Linked DNA regions of Cyclopterus lumpus: region 1 is linked to region 2. The links are chromatin contacts, called in public Hi-C maps. All regions are on one chromosome and are shown on one strand. The core of a region is the stretch at or near the end of the contact, and the rest is flanking DNA. Distances in the headings are between cores, read along the strand shown. Region 1 holds the start of zfhx4 (zinc finger homeobox protein 4). Region 2 holds the start of LOC117749760 (polyamine-modulated factor 1-binding protein 1-like).

Region 1 (7,237 bases), core at 4,701-7,200, 170 kb before region 2:
TTTAATCAACGCTGCATAGATTTAAAAAAAAAATGTCCTTATTGATGCAGTATTTCTCAATATTGTATTGTCCAAATTATCGTAACATTTTAATTGAGAGTCACTCGAGTGATTTCGATCCGCATGTTTTGTTGCTGTCAAATAAAGTCATTTTCTTTGAAACGGAGCACACAGGTGCTATTGTTCCCAACCACGGCGGCTTTACAGGTCCATGAGAGGATGTGGATCTGAGTGATAATCAATAGAATTTGGCGTTGAACGGGGCTGGAGGTGGGTGGCTGTGTGTTGTGTGTCCGGGCCAACAGAAGGAGGCCGCGTTGGGGGCTTTTTTTATTCCTCTGTCCATATATGGAGGACACTCACTTGACGCGTGTCTATTAAAGAGGGATCAACAATGAAAAAGATCGGAGGACCAAAGGGCCAAGTGGGAGGAGGGCAGCAGGGCGAGGTGAGACTGAATGGAAACAGCAGTGGTGTGCGTGTGCGTGTGTGTGTGTGTGTGTGTGTGTGCGTGTGTGTGCGCGCGTGTGTGTGTGTGTGTGTGTGTGTGTGTGTGAGAGAGAGAAGCACATTGGGAGGGCGTGCCGTGTTTCTGAGGTTGTCCGTGCGCTTGCAGTGTTGATGTCCTCACGCGAGCGGCGGAGATGCGGGCGACGACGTCTGCCCAGTCACCCATGTCCGCTCCTGTTTTTTGCCACAACAGTTGTTCTTCTTCTCCTGCAGCACCTGCCCCGCCTGCACCCGGGTAAAGACTTTACAGTCAGGGGCCATCGATTGCTCTTATCAAATAAACAGAGTGGCACCGGCGGCTGCACGGACCCAGCACCCTGCACCTCCACCCCATCCTCCTTCTCCTGTCTCCTAATCTCAAATCCCCCCTGACTCCCTAATTCCCCACCACCTCTTCCCAGCTCGAGAGCCCTAGCAGCTGTGGTCCCATGTAAATTTTACATGATTGGCACCTCCTTATTTTACCCCCCCTATCCCTCCGCCTGTCCCCGTCCCCCCGCGTCTTTCCCCTCTTCATATCATGTTGCATATTAAAGTAGAGTTTATGCAATATCTCATCTGACAGGGTGCACCGGCTATCATGTCCATCCCTTTTGGGGAATTTGCATACTTGATTATAGTGCCTGGAGTGCTTGATTGTTGTGCTGTGATGCTGAAATGTGATATTTGGTGTGGAGATGGGAGCGGGCGGGCGGCGGGCTGAAACGCTTTCCCTTGACCCTTGAAATGCAACGTAATCCCGTGTGGCCCCGTTTGATTAGGGCATTTTTCTGTCTAATTGTGTCATCAGGACTTGCACTATCACTGTGCATCTGGAAACACTTGGACATCGAAGTCCGTGGTTCTCAAAAGTGGGGTTCAAGAATCCTCAAAGGTCCGCAAGCCTCCAATCCCCCCCCCCCCCCCCCCCCCACCCCCACCCCACCCCCCTCCCGGCAAAATTAAGAACTGTTTAATTTCACTGTGATTTCCTTCATCTGAAATTATTCCAATTAGAGAACATGTGTCTCAACAATAGTTTCACTTGTATCCACATGAGCGCCACACATACAGCAGGTTTACACTGCAATTCTAAATCAATAACAACGTGAAAAAAAAACATATTGGGAGTCCCGGGGACAGAATCTAATTAAATGGAGACCCTTGGCTCAAGGTGTGTCCATTTGGGGGTCCTTGACATGGAAATGTTGGAGAAGCCCTGATCTAAGTGACTGAGGCAAAGGGCTGCATTGACAGTCTTTGTTTCTTTTTTCTCTCCCCCCCCCCCCCCCCCCCCCTCTCTCTCTCTCTCTCTCTCTCTCTATCTCACTTTAAAAGGGAGCGGAAGAGTGGGCTGATACCGGTCTCATGTTGCGTATGGATTTTCGTTTATATAATCGATTGAAATGTCCCAATACATTGATTTCGGGTTCAGTGTTTTACAAACAAGCGTTTATGGGTCTCGATTTTATGTTAGGGATGATTCCAGTGTGACACCGATGCGCAAAGAAGCCAGAGTTGTTGATTTTTAAATAAATTATATATACAAATACATATCTATTGTTTCATGTATTTAAAAAATATATATATAAACTGACTCGGGACGGGATAACACAAAGAAGGGAAACAGGGTGGAAAAAGACACAATATTGTGCTGTCTCTCTCCTTAATCAAATAAAGTGGTGTAAAAAAAAAAAATAACACACACACACACACACACACACAAGCATTTCCTTCCCTCTGAATTTCTCCTTGAATTATATGCCATCACTAGTGTGTGTGATTGCGGAATATTAAATTAAAGTGGGATAAGTCCGCACCGAGGCGGGCTGCGTCCAATCCGCAACTCATTTCCCCTGTTGTAGCACCGCATCACTGCGCTCCTCTCTTTTCAATGACAATGTGCCAAATCTGGGCATTTTGAAAACACTTTCCATATGCTATTATCGGATCGCTACTGAGCAAGAGAAAGACAGAAAAGAAGAAAAACGGAATGTTTTATACCAAAGGTACCGAGAGTCTACGTTTTTATTTATCATCTCTTTCAATGGCTTATTATACTTTATGCTTTTTGGGGAATTTAAAAGAGGTAAGAGGAGGAACATTTGATAACGATTGCATATTTATGGTTCGCTGTTGGATGGCTTTTAGGGCTGAGTGTGAAAACGTCGAGAGAGTTGAGCATATGTGTGCAAAAACTTAATTTTGTTTCACTGTTTTTTTTACAACGTTTTCCTCTTTTATTGCTAAAAAGACAATTGTTTTTGCACATTCTCTGTGAAGTGTTTGTCAGCAAACAAAGTAGGTGGAACATTTTTTCTTACACATTCATTTCGTTGAAATCACAGAAATAATTATTTATGTTGGGTTTATTTGCAATTACTTGATTTTGAGAGTCTGCGCCTTTAATTCAACACAGATGACAACTTGCAAGTGACTTCACATTTCGAGGATTATTGCTCCCTTATTCATTTTCTCGTGGATAAAATACAGTTTTTATTATTATCTTTTTTTTTTTAAATGCATATTTTGAAGTCCATTCTTTCATGGTTTTAATTATCCTGAAGTGAGTGGCAGCGTCTCATGTTGGCCATGCGTTGAAAGAGTTACACTTAACTTGTTATTGTCTGTTTGATGGGCCTTTGTGACGCTTGTTTGTGCATGTGTTTGCTGGACGAGAGTTGACCAGTGGGTCACTGTGGCAGCCTGCGGGTCAGAGCTGTGGGCTTTTTGCTTGTTTTTGTGAGTGTGTCCTGAGGAGGCGGAGGGGTCAGCCTCACAGCCCCACGAGGGCGCCGACGCATAGGACAAACGAGGTAGCTGGAAACACCGACCAGGTGACCGTTTGGTGTAAACACCAGGACGGACTACGTTATTATTATTATTTGTTTAAATTATAACATAATCTAACGTCACATAAATTCAGGTTTTCAGTTTGTTTTCGGAGAATATATCGATGGACCAACAATGCTTCCATCCCAGGGCATCTCTCGCTGTGCCAATAGATCTCCGGACGATTCAAAGTTATTGATCCACTGAAGTGCCATCAGATCACTATAGTTCAACGCTACCTTTCATATGTCACTAGATGAATTATAAAATAAAAACAAAATGCCCTTTAATTACACAATAATTAAAAGATGTTAATGTTTCTAGTGATGCCACTTCGACATTTAATTTGCTTTACACAATACAAATACTCGCACTCTCGAGCGCGCACACAAAAGCAGTCACACACCGACACCAGACCGGAGTTTACAGATACAAATCTATAATTAACTGAGGATGCTGCTGATATGGAAATTGGGTGAAATATTAGTTAACGCGGTCTATTGTCAAGCGGTCCCCCAGAGAAAGAGCTTCGTCTGCAGGGAGAGAGGGAGGGTGCACACCGGGGGGATTTACAGCACGCAGGAGGTTAAGATAAGCGGTAGCCTATAACAGTTCTCTAAATCCGCTTTGTACTTTCTCCTTTTTCTCTTTGAAAACCAATAAAATAGCAAACGCAACTCCGCTGAAAACGTCAGCAGCGAGCACACATTTAACCAGAGAAACAGGGCAATGAGTATCCTTTCGGAGAAATGGAGATCTACTCGTATACAACAAGACAAATCACGCCGGTTTATGGCTACTAAAGTGCTCCGTTTAGGTGTATAATGTCGCGAAGGAGAAATAGGTCCACTCCATACAGCTTTGAGAAGCTCGACGCGCGGCCCCGGTGGACCTTTTTTTGCGCGTCCGCTGCAGCAGCGGGTTGACTGGACTCTCCAAGCCGTCTGTGAGCGACGCCTCCCAAGGCGGACGGGCTAGAAAACCCCCCTGGAGGACAGGGAGGTAGCTGCAGCAGTAGCGGCAGCAGCAGGAGCCTTGGATCCGGGTGAAAAGTGACGCCTCTGTTCCTCACCTCGACCCACCCACCCCCTTTGTCAGTAACCTCTTTAAACTCAGAATAAACAGCCGCGGGTCGGGTCGGACTCGGATCTCTTGGCTTCTTAAGGATCCAGTTGGTGCGGGTGCAGTCCAGTCAATGTGGCTGTAAAGTAGACCTAGTAGTTCACTTGCCAGCAGCAGCCTTATCATCACATCCCAAGCCCCGGCTCATGCAGTTCAATTCACCCCCAGCTTCGATTTTTTTCTTCTTCCCATGAAGGCGACCAAGATCTCTTGATTTTCTCCCCGATTGAGACTGTAAAGTCTTCTTCGTGCCCAAAAGCCACTATTAAGAGACCGGGGGGAAACACACAGTAAACGGTTTGCATTGACAGGATGTAGGGCCAACAGAGCGATGCACTTTGTAACGACACTAAATGTAAACGCCAGTGAATGGAGCTTTGAATAGAGAGGGGGATTTTTGTGTGACCCTGTATTGGATTTTGCAGTGTGGTGCTATTGAACCCACACGGGGCCTCAGCGGTCCCGAAAGGGCAGTGATGACTGTACAATATGTGGTGGATTACTATGATGCTTTGTGGCTTTGGTTTTTTTTAACCTCGGACGTTAATATGTGACATGTATGCAACATATCGAATACAGCATCCTCAATCCAAGAAAAACAAAACGACTATATTATTAGAGAATACAATACAAAGACCAGACTTCGCTCACGTGTGTGAATGCGTTTCCTGCATTATGTTACCTATAAATGCATTGTAATCTGTGTGCAGGCCCGTTTTGATGCGCGACAATACTTTTGTTGTGATTTTGATTCCCTCCCGAAGTTGATTTTTGTTCCTTTTTTCAGCCACATTGCTGATAATTACAACAACAAAAAAAGAGTTATTCCACAAAGTCTATATTCAGTCATTAATTTTAATAAATTGTTCCAAACTCATGGAAAGTCACTTTTTAATATTGATGGAACAATTTCTGCGAATACGCAAAGACTTTCCTTCTGCGCATCTTAGAAAAAGTAAATCACCTGTGGTGCCATAATCAATACAATCAATGTAATACATAAATGAGCATCGCGGGCAGAACAAGATACTAATCGTGTATTTTCTAAATTGGGATTAAAGGGGAACTGTGTTGCGCTTCGACACCATTTGCAGAAAAAGATGATTTATAAGTACTTGTAAGTCATTCTGAGTCCAGCCTGTTTGGTGTGCAGGAAGCGGTTGTCCATTGTTCTACATTTTGGAGAGAAACCATAGAAAAGGTTTTTGTTTTTTTTTGTCCTGCCCGCATAGACCTCTGCGGCCGCCAGGGCTCCGTGTGCGCGTCATTTGCAATGTGGAGACTGTTGATCAACTCACTAATTACACTTCTCTCCTCTCTCTCCCTCCCTCTCCGTCTCTCTTTTGCTCCCTCCCTCTCTCTCTCTCTCTCCCACCCTCCCTCTCTCTTTCTCTCTCTCTCTCTCTCTCTCATTCGCTCTCTCTCTCTCTCTCTCTCTGTCTCTCTACCCATTCCCAGAGTGCATATCGGGAAATAGACACACAAAGACATGCGCACTCAACTTAATCAGCCATTTTTTTAAACAGGGCTAAAACGATAATAATTAGCAGAATAAAGACATATCGGATTTTCATTTCCTTTCCTCCGTTTCCCGACCCCTGTCCACAAGAGATACTGCGAGGCAGCCCGTCGACACGTCGTTTCACCGCCACCGGAACCAAAATAAGGGATAGCTCTCCAAACGCTTGACATTTGTGGTTTTACCCCCTTTTCCCAATATAAAGTTGGAGGATTATTGTAATTTTCCCTGTTTTTCCACGTTTTGATTGTCCACTTACGCAAGCCGCTGGATGTGACTGTTTTAAAAACCCGAGAGCAAAGAGAGAAGCGGAGGTGACGGCTTTGGAGGGGGAAGAAAGTAAGTTTTTTTTCCTTCCTTTCCACCTCTCCCTTTAACTTTTATTGAGTAGTTTCGGGTGTGTGTTAAATATAGGGGTCGGGTATCGATTATCTATCTCGCTGGTGGATCTTTGACATCGGGGCTGTTCGGATAACAGGTGTTGTGTGTTTTTAGTCCAGAATAAAGGCGGATATCGTGATGTTAGTGCCACTCCGGAGCTTTGCCTCTACAACGAGCGGCTGACAGGGTCGGAGGCGTTCTCACGCATGTGTCCGTGCTGTTGCTGTGGCTCATCACGTCCATTCCTGTCTTTTGCAAAGTTTATACTATTGTTCCGGAGATTTGCGTGGCAGAACAGATGCATTGAACACTCTCCACGTTAGCCGTAACGAGACGAGCGTTTCTCCCCGGCTTGGTGGCTTTGCAGTGCGGATGTGGTGTTGCCTTTTTCCAGGAGTGCGATCCCTCGGACATGTCCTCTTTCAGCTGGGGGACTCCGGCTTGATGCCCCCCCCCCCCCCACACACACACACCCATACCCCCCCCACAACCCCACCACCCAACACACACTGCCGACTCATTTTGTTCTGTCCCCAGCCCTCAGATGTTTAAGAGATAATGCGGATGCACCGCTCCGCTCAGCGCCAGTTTTGAGCACATCGGGTTCCATGCACCTTCCAGGCATTCACGGCCGAAGTCTCCCGACACGACCCCCCCCCCCACCCCTTTCGTGTGAATAAGTGCATCTAGTTCACGGGTCGAAGTAATACATTTTGTTTCACGGTCGTTCCGAGAGAAGGAGCCGTGTGCCGGTCCTCTTTACCTGCAGCGCTCGAAAAGAAGTCTCACTTTGCCGAGGCGTGGGTGGCTGCGGCGCCCAAGGAGGGAGACCGATCGTCGGGCTGCTGAGAGCACGGCGAGTCCCTTTCGAGCCAGCCACCTCCTGTCTTTTTT
Region 2 (6,579 bases), core at 63-2,562:
TTTTGCATTGTTAAATATTTAGCAATTCCAGTTGCAGCTTCAATTTTCCTAGGGCTTCAGTTTAAACAGTTTGGATGCTGCAAAATCATAAATGAATCATGGCTTTAATAAATGTAGATTTTCTTTTCTCCTCTCCCTCCGTTCTGCTATTGGTTTTTAGCTTCTCCCTGTTCAGTCTGTCCCACCACCACCGTCACCGTGTGGTGCGGGGCCCGAAAAGCATCACAGCAATACACTAAACATTTCTCTATTTCTATTTCGCACACAAATACACTTGCACACCCACAAAGTCAAGGTCCGTCCTGTAAATATTCAACACACACACACACGCACGCACACACACACACGCTCACACACACACACACGCACACACACACACACACACACACGCACATACTCAGGAGTGCACCTCTACATATTCAGCGCACACACCTCCTCAATATTCACTAGCCTTGACCACCGATGGCTGACAGTTTATGTTATATTCAATGAATACTGAATGTAGTGAAAAAGCTTCAAGAGCTATGAAGAAACATTGACTCGCAAAACGGCATAAAGAACAAAAGAAAAGCAGGGGTGGGGGGGGGTCAAATCCTACATTTTAAATTCAAACTGAGAAGGGCCTGCATAAGCAAAGCTAACCAAGGAACCGCTCAATGTGCTAAACTACTAAGTGTAGGACAATGGGGTTTTATTGCATGTAGACGGAGGGGACGGCGGAAAAAGGAACGTGATTGAAGGGATGCAGTCAGATAGTAGGAGCCCTCGCGGCTTGCTCAAGGTGAAGAGTGCCATCTATTGACAGAGTCGGGGAGCGCTCGTTTTTGTCTCAACAAAAGGGCTGCTGCCTCGTCTAAGTGCGAGCGGTGCAATACTTTCACTTCCACCTTCTCTGCCTCTGAAAGGCATTCGGCGCTTTCGTCTGCGGCGGAGTTCGTTTTGCTTTGACGGCGGCTCGCAGTTCATATTTTCACGCTGAACTTGACGAGGATCAATAATCACCTCTGTGTATTCGAGTTGTGTCAATCATTCTTTAAACCGTGGTCTGCTGCAGCATGTAAGGTACTGTATATACATATAAATACATGTTCTTGTGTTCCTTATTTCTTTCTTCAAATGAATTAGAAAACAAAATGAATACATCCGACAATTTCATACCTCTGTTAGAATCTATATTTTTTTCTTTCCAATGGCCATTTGAATACTCTTCAATAAATCCTAACCAGCAGCCGCTGAAGTGAACTGTTGCTCTTCACCTCACACTTTTCTGCCCCTGTCTTTCCTCTCTCTCTCCTGCTCAGTGGAGGAGTTGGCAGCCCGTGCAGAGGAGGCGAGGCGGATGGAGGGGTGCCTGAATGAGGGAAAGCTAGCAGAGGAGAAAATAAGGTAAAAAGGGAAAGAGGGAGTGAGGGAAAGGAGCTTCCTCTCTTATCCTATTTCCCATGGTCCCCTGTGTAAACTCAGTAATCAAAAACATTTAGCTTTTTCGCATGCGGCTTACAGTAGGCTGTATAACTAAACATGTGTTGAACAGAACCGCCCTAAGCTCTAAATACGTGCATTGTTTAAGAGAGTCTTCAAAGCAAAGTGCCTAACTTTTTATTATTTCTGAAGATTTGGATATCCCAGCGGAAAATGAACTTCTGTTCCCGAGTGAATCTAACAAAACTCCAAACGTGTATTGATGTGACACGGTGGGTAAGCAGCTGTTGGGTCGTGGAGTTCAGAGTTCAGAGGCGAGACCCCCGGTTGACCCCCGTGTGTCACCAGAGCTGCGGTGATGACATCAGCAAGCATGTATCACCCAGTGGAGTGTGTGTTTGTGTGCGTCTGTTTGTGCGCACATAGTTGTGGTTGTGGCTTTGGCTTCGACACGACCAAACTGCAACGGCCTCCTATGGGGAGTTTCATGGTTAAGTTGAGCCATGGAACATTTTCATCCTCAACCGACAATTTAAAAAAACTCTGCATGGAGACTTTATAGGTTACATTATGAATTATTACATTTTATTACATTTAAACCAATTTTAGGTAGTGAATGGTAAAACAATCGCTGTGTCTGCATATTATATCCATTTGCAGAACCATGCTGTTTACTGTTAACCCAGTATTATCTAATAACTGCAAAGACATGAAAGGTTTTTAAGCAACAACACCATACTAATGGCTTCCATCTGTGCTGTGGGAAATCCCCTCCTTTCTCCACAGGATGCCTCCTCTCTTCCTTTCCTTTCTCTTTTCCACTCTGTTCATCCTATCCTGTGTTCTCTCCATGGGCCAATCTATCAGGCATTCTCTCTTGTTGTTTCGGCCGTTCTGCCTTCGCTTTTACGACCGCTGAGTTACTCTATTAGTTTTAAGCTCAGTGCTGAAACATGTAGTAAATTATTCTATATATTGAGACACTATAATTTATGAGGATACATTTTAGAATGTAAATATATATAAATATAAATGTATTGGTTTGAAAAAGATAATTAATTAAAATCCCCAAGCTTTTGCCTCAAAACCGCTATTGATTGACTTTCTTGAATCATTACATGATGAATACTTTACTTTTCTTTCTATTAAAGATGTTAAAAAACTCAAAAATACCTCAAATTTAAGCTGAAATGATTTGCCAATCAGTTGATTGATTAAACAAAATAAAAATGAATTGGCAATAATTTTGATTAATTATTTAAGTTGTAAAAATGCCAAATAGTTTACATCCCAGCTTCTTAAATGTGAACGTTTTCCCTAGAAACTAAATAGAAATAAATACTTTTGGGTTTTGGACTATGGGTTGGAAAGAATATGAAGTGATTAATTTATTGACAGAGAAAACAATCAGCACATTTATCAATAATAAAAAAAATTGATAGTTGCTGCCTGAAAAAAAGTAGAATCTAATAACTTGTGATAGGTCAAGGTTTTTGGTAGTCAATTGCCTAAATCATTAACTGAAAAAATAACAAATGATGTATATAGAGAGAGGGGTAGATATTGAACAATACATAATGTATTGGGTATTTTTTACATGTGTGAAAAACTAATGGTCAAATACCTGACTTCGTGGTCTTTCACTGCATAGTCATTAACCTTTTTTTGTTGCTGTAAAATCTATAATATATGAACTTTAGTTCACTGTCCCAAAACCAAGCCGAAATATTTTTTATATACATTTTCATTTGCTTTTTGAGGTTTGGGTCAAGAGTGGGGCTGGTTTGTTTTGGTGAGTGTGTGTATGTGTGTGTGTGTGTGTGTGTGTGTGTGAAGAAGGTTGGTGGGGGTGTTGAGGCTCACTGAGCGGCCAAAGCGAAGCTGTGGAGGGAGGTTTGTGGAAATGGTAATCATTTGTCGTATTGATCTCGCTGTAGCCAGGGCAGCTGGCACACACAAACTTGCTCGCACACGTGTACACACACACTTGCAGACACTAACTGACTCACATACACACAGACGCACAGTTGCGTGGCAGGAATAGACCCCCTCATATTGATCCCCTTCACATTCCCTTAGCTCGGGTGCCACACACACCTACACACACACACACACACACACGCACACACACGCAAACACACACACGCATACTCATACTTGCTGCGCCTGTTCAAACACACCCACAGATCTTGATTTTGGATAAACTTCATATTGAATTAAATACTTAAAATGTGTTTGTCTTTCGGATGGTATATTATATTAGTATTAATGAAGTGAAAATATTTAAATGATCAAAAAAAACTATACTAAATTATAGTGACTGATATATCCGACTGTTTAAAAAAATAATAATAAATACCTTATTCTAGTTCTAGTATTGTGCTACATGTAATTGTTGTGTTGTGTGTGCAGGTCAATGGCTGTGAGGCTGCACACAGAAGTGTCAGAGCTCAGGAGGAATCTTCAGCAGGCTGTCGATCACAAACTCAGGGCAGAGCGAGAGAAACAGGATGCCCAGGAAGAGGTGAATACATGCACACCAGACCTGAGTGACACAGCTTCTGACAATAATTCTGAGCATTTGTTTGAATTGGCTTGAAACACAGCGCAGGTGAGGTGTTTGTCATCTAAGATGCTCACAGAAAGCTGTGCCAATTTGACCACTTAACATCACTTAAACGTAATCTAATCCTTCTGGCCAGTAGCGTATTGATTTTAGTCGGTGACCCTATGAGGTAGGTCTACCGTACTAAATAAACGGGTATACTAAGACGCATATGTGAAAGTTTTCTCTTCTCACATCTCCTCCCATGCCCTCCAAGGTCTTCCTCTCCTCTCCTTCCCTCCTCTACCCTACCCTCTCCTCCCCCCAGGTACCTTTTTGATGATTAGTGGCATATATCCGGTGCTAGAGCCCGGATTATCTTGTCCAAGAGAAGGAGGGGTGTATGCGGGACCTAAACCTGGCAAGGTGATTTGGAGCGTTAATTCCTGGGTGTAATATTCCCTGATATTCCCTAATGTTCTGGCTGGGAGCGAAGGGGGAGGGCGTCTCAGGGGAGAGCAGTTGTCAGAGCTGAGCCGCCGCTGTACAAAGGCAGAATGGATAATTAAGGGTAAAGCCAGGACGGGGAACTGATGTTCATTTAGATTCGACAAACTTTGAATTCCGTCCTAAGCTCCTGTGCTCTCTTGGATCTTGATTTTGCATTTTGTTCTAATAGTTACTCCTTTTCTTCTTTCCCTTTGCCTCTCTTTCTTTCTTTTCCTCTCTGCATTCTCCTGTTCTCTGTCCCTCTCTTTTTTCTCACCCTTTCTTCCATACGGTTTCCCCGTCTCTCCCTTTCACTCGCTCTTCCTCACCTCACTCTTTCTTCCACTCCGTCCTTGTGAATAATGCAGCCCACATAGCATGGCTCTCCTTTTTCTCTTAACATTAGTGCACCAGGGTTTGACAATAGTGATTGCCCAGGGCCAGTAAGACACTGACTTAGGCCAGACGATCGGTCAGTCAGTAGCCAAGCCAGTGCTCGCGAAGAGTTCTTCAGCTATTTCTCAACTGTTAAAAATCCTTTTACGTCGGCGTTAGCTGTGTGACTGCTGAGAGAGTAGCGGGCTTCCACTCTGGCTTTAGTTTGGCTTACGCCGGGGAGGGATCTTTGTTTGTGTGTGTGTGTGTGTCAGTTTGTCTGTCTGCATATAATCTTATATACTACTGGACCCATCAGCCTCATATATGACTGTATGGCCGTGGACCTCTTGTGGTTGCAGTGATTCACAGTTTTAAAGATGAATCGCTCCTCTTTACTTTACTAATACATTTCATTAACTTTAAGTTTTTTTCACAATATGGCATGAATAAATAACCTGTTTTAAAAAAAGTTTCCACCACCATTCTTAACTGTCAGCCAGTCGGGAGCGATAATTGTACATAATACATTTGTAGTAAGCAGTTTGGGAATGTGTGTACAAGTATCTGCATGTCTTTGAATATGTGTCTTCTCTAGCATGCTCTTTCACTCATACACAACCTCCTACACTTCCCCTTTGCGTTCTTACTGTCTTCCATTATTTCAACAACAGATGTGCTTTTCAATGAATTTGACTCCAAACAGTGTTTAAACACCAGTGTGATGATGGCCCTTCTGACTGTGACTCCTTCATTAGGTCTCAATCTCTGTTATTGACCAGCAGAAGATGAATTATCCGCTGGTGAAAAAAATCAAAGGGTTTGAAATGGTAAATGGTACACTACAGTGGCCTATAGAGGAAATCTATATTACAAATTGCCTCAGTGCACAGTAGCTGAACCTCAGATAGCCTGTCTTTCTCGCTCTCTCTCTCTCTCTCTGTGTGTGTGTGTGTGTGTATCATTGTGTACACAGCGTGCACAGTGTGTGTATATGTGTATGTTTGTTGTATGTGTGTTACTTGCAAAGTCTTGTTTGTGTTTTCCAGGTTGTTTTAATGTTTCTTTTCTGATATGAAGAAAGGGATTTGCATGTTATCTGCCAGTCAATGTTGTGCTTGCATGTTGGCCGCTCAGCATGCATGGGTACACACACACACACACACACACACACACACACACTGACTTCACTAGATCCTGTCCCTCTGCATGAGTCCAGTTCAAATACGAGTTGTGGTAAACATGAGGCGTGTTTTTGTGACTGATCAGTGTAGACCCCTCTTATTTTCCCTCACACACACACACACACACACACACGCAAAATCACAGTCATTAGTGTGTTTACCTCAACTTCTCTTAGCATGGAGTAAACGATTTCAAACAGCTTAATGAGGATTTGTGGAGAAGTTTTCAGATAGCAAAAGTTTATGAGCATGTTTTCATTCCCATACATTTTTTTACAAATACAAATACAATTAGACAGTAGCTTTTAATCATTCCTAGTCAGTGGGGCATTTAGAAAGATGAGCCTGGTCGCTGCTTATATACATGAGCAAGATGTTTTATTCTGCACATGGAGGTTGACAAAGCGAAACATAATTTGATCAATTTTTCCTCCTTTTTCCATCACAGAGACGGTGATTTAGCTTCCCAACGTTGCAGGCATCTAATCATTTTTGACACACTTGCAGGTGTCAATCAGAGACTCAATTGTTTCTATTTGAAATGTGCCTGTGTAAGGGAACTTT

The links. Hi-C and Micro-C count contacts between places; a contact is called where the count stands out from the background.
Region 1: a contact with region 2 is called in a Hi-C map of muscle, with 2.4 times the contacts expected there. The contact joins the promoter of zfhx4 here to the promoter of LOC117749760 in region 2. A contact is called at or near these places in 2 of 2 Hi-C or Micro-C datasets (both in muscle).

What each region holds. Positions count from the first base shown.
Region 1 is chr20:11,944,674-11,951,910 of fCycLum1.pri, reverse strand. zfhx4 (zinc finger homeobox protein 4) reads left to right here and starts at 5,950. Exons shown (of 14, transcript XM_034560302.1): 1 at 5,950-6,301.
Region 2 is chr20:11,771,122-11,777,700 of fCycLum1.pri, reverse strand. It overlaps LOC117749760 (polyamine-modulated factor 1-binding protein 1-like), which reads left to right and starts at 1,312. Exons shown (of 8, transcript XM_034560498.1): 1 at 1,312-1,386; 2 at 3,835-3,946. The coding sequence starts at 1,340.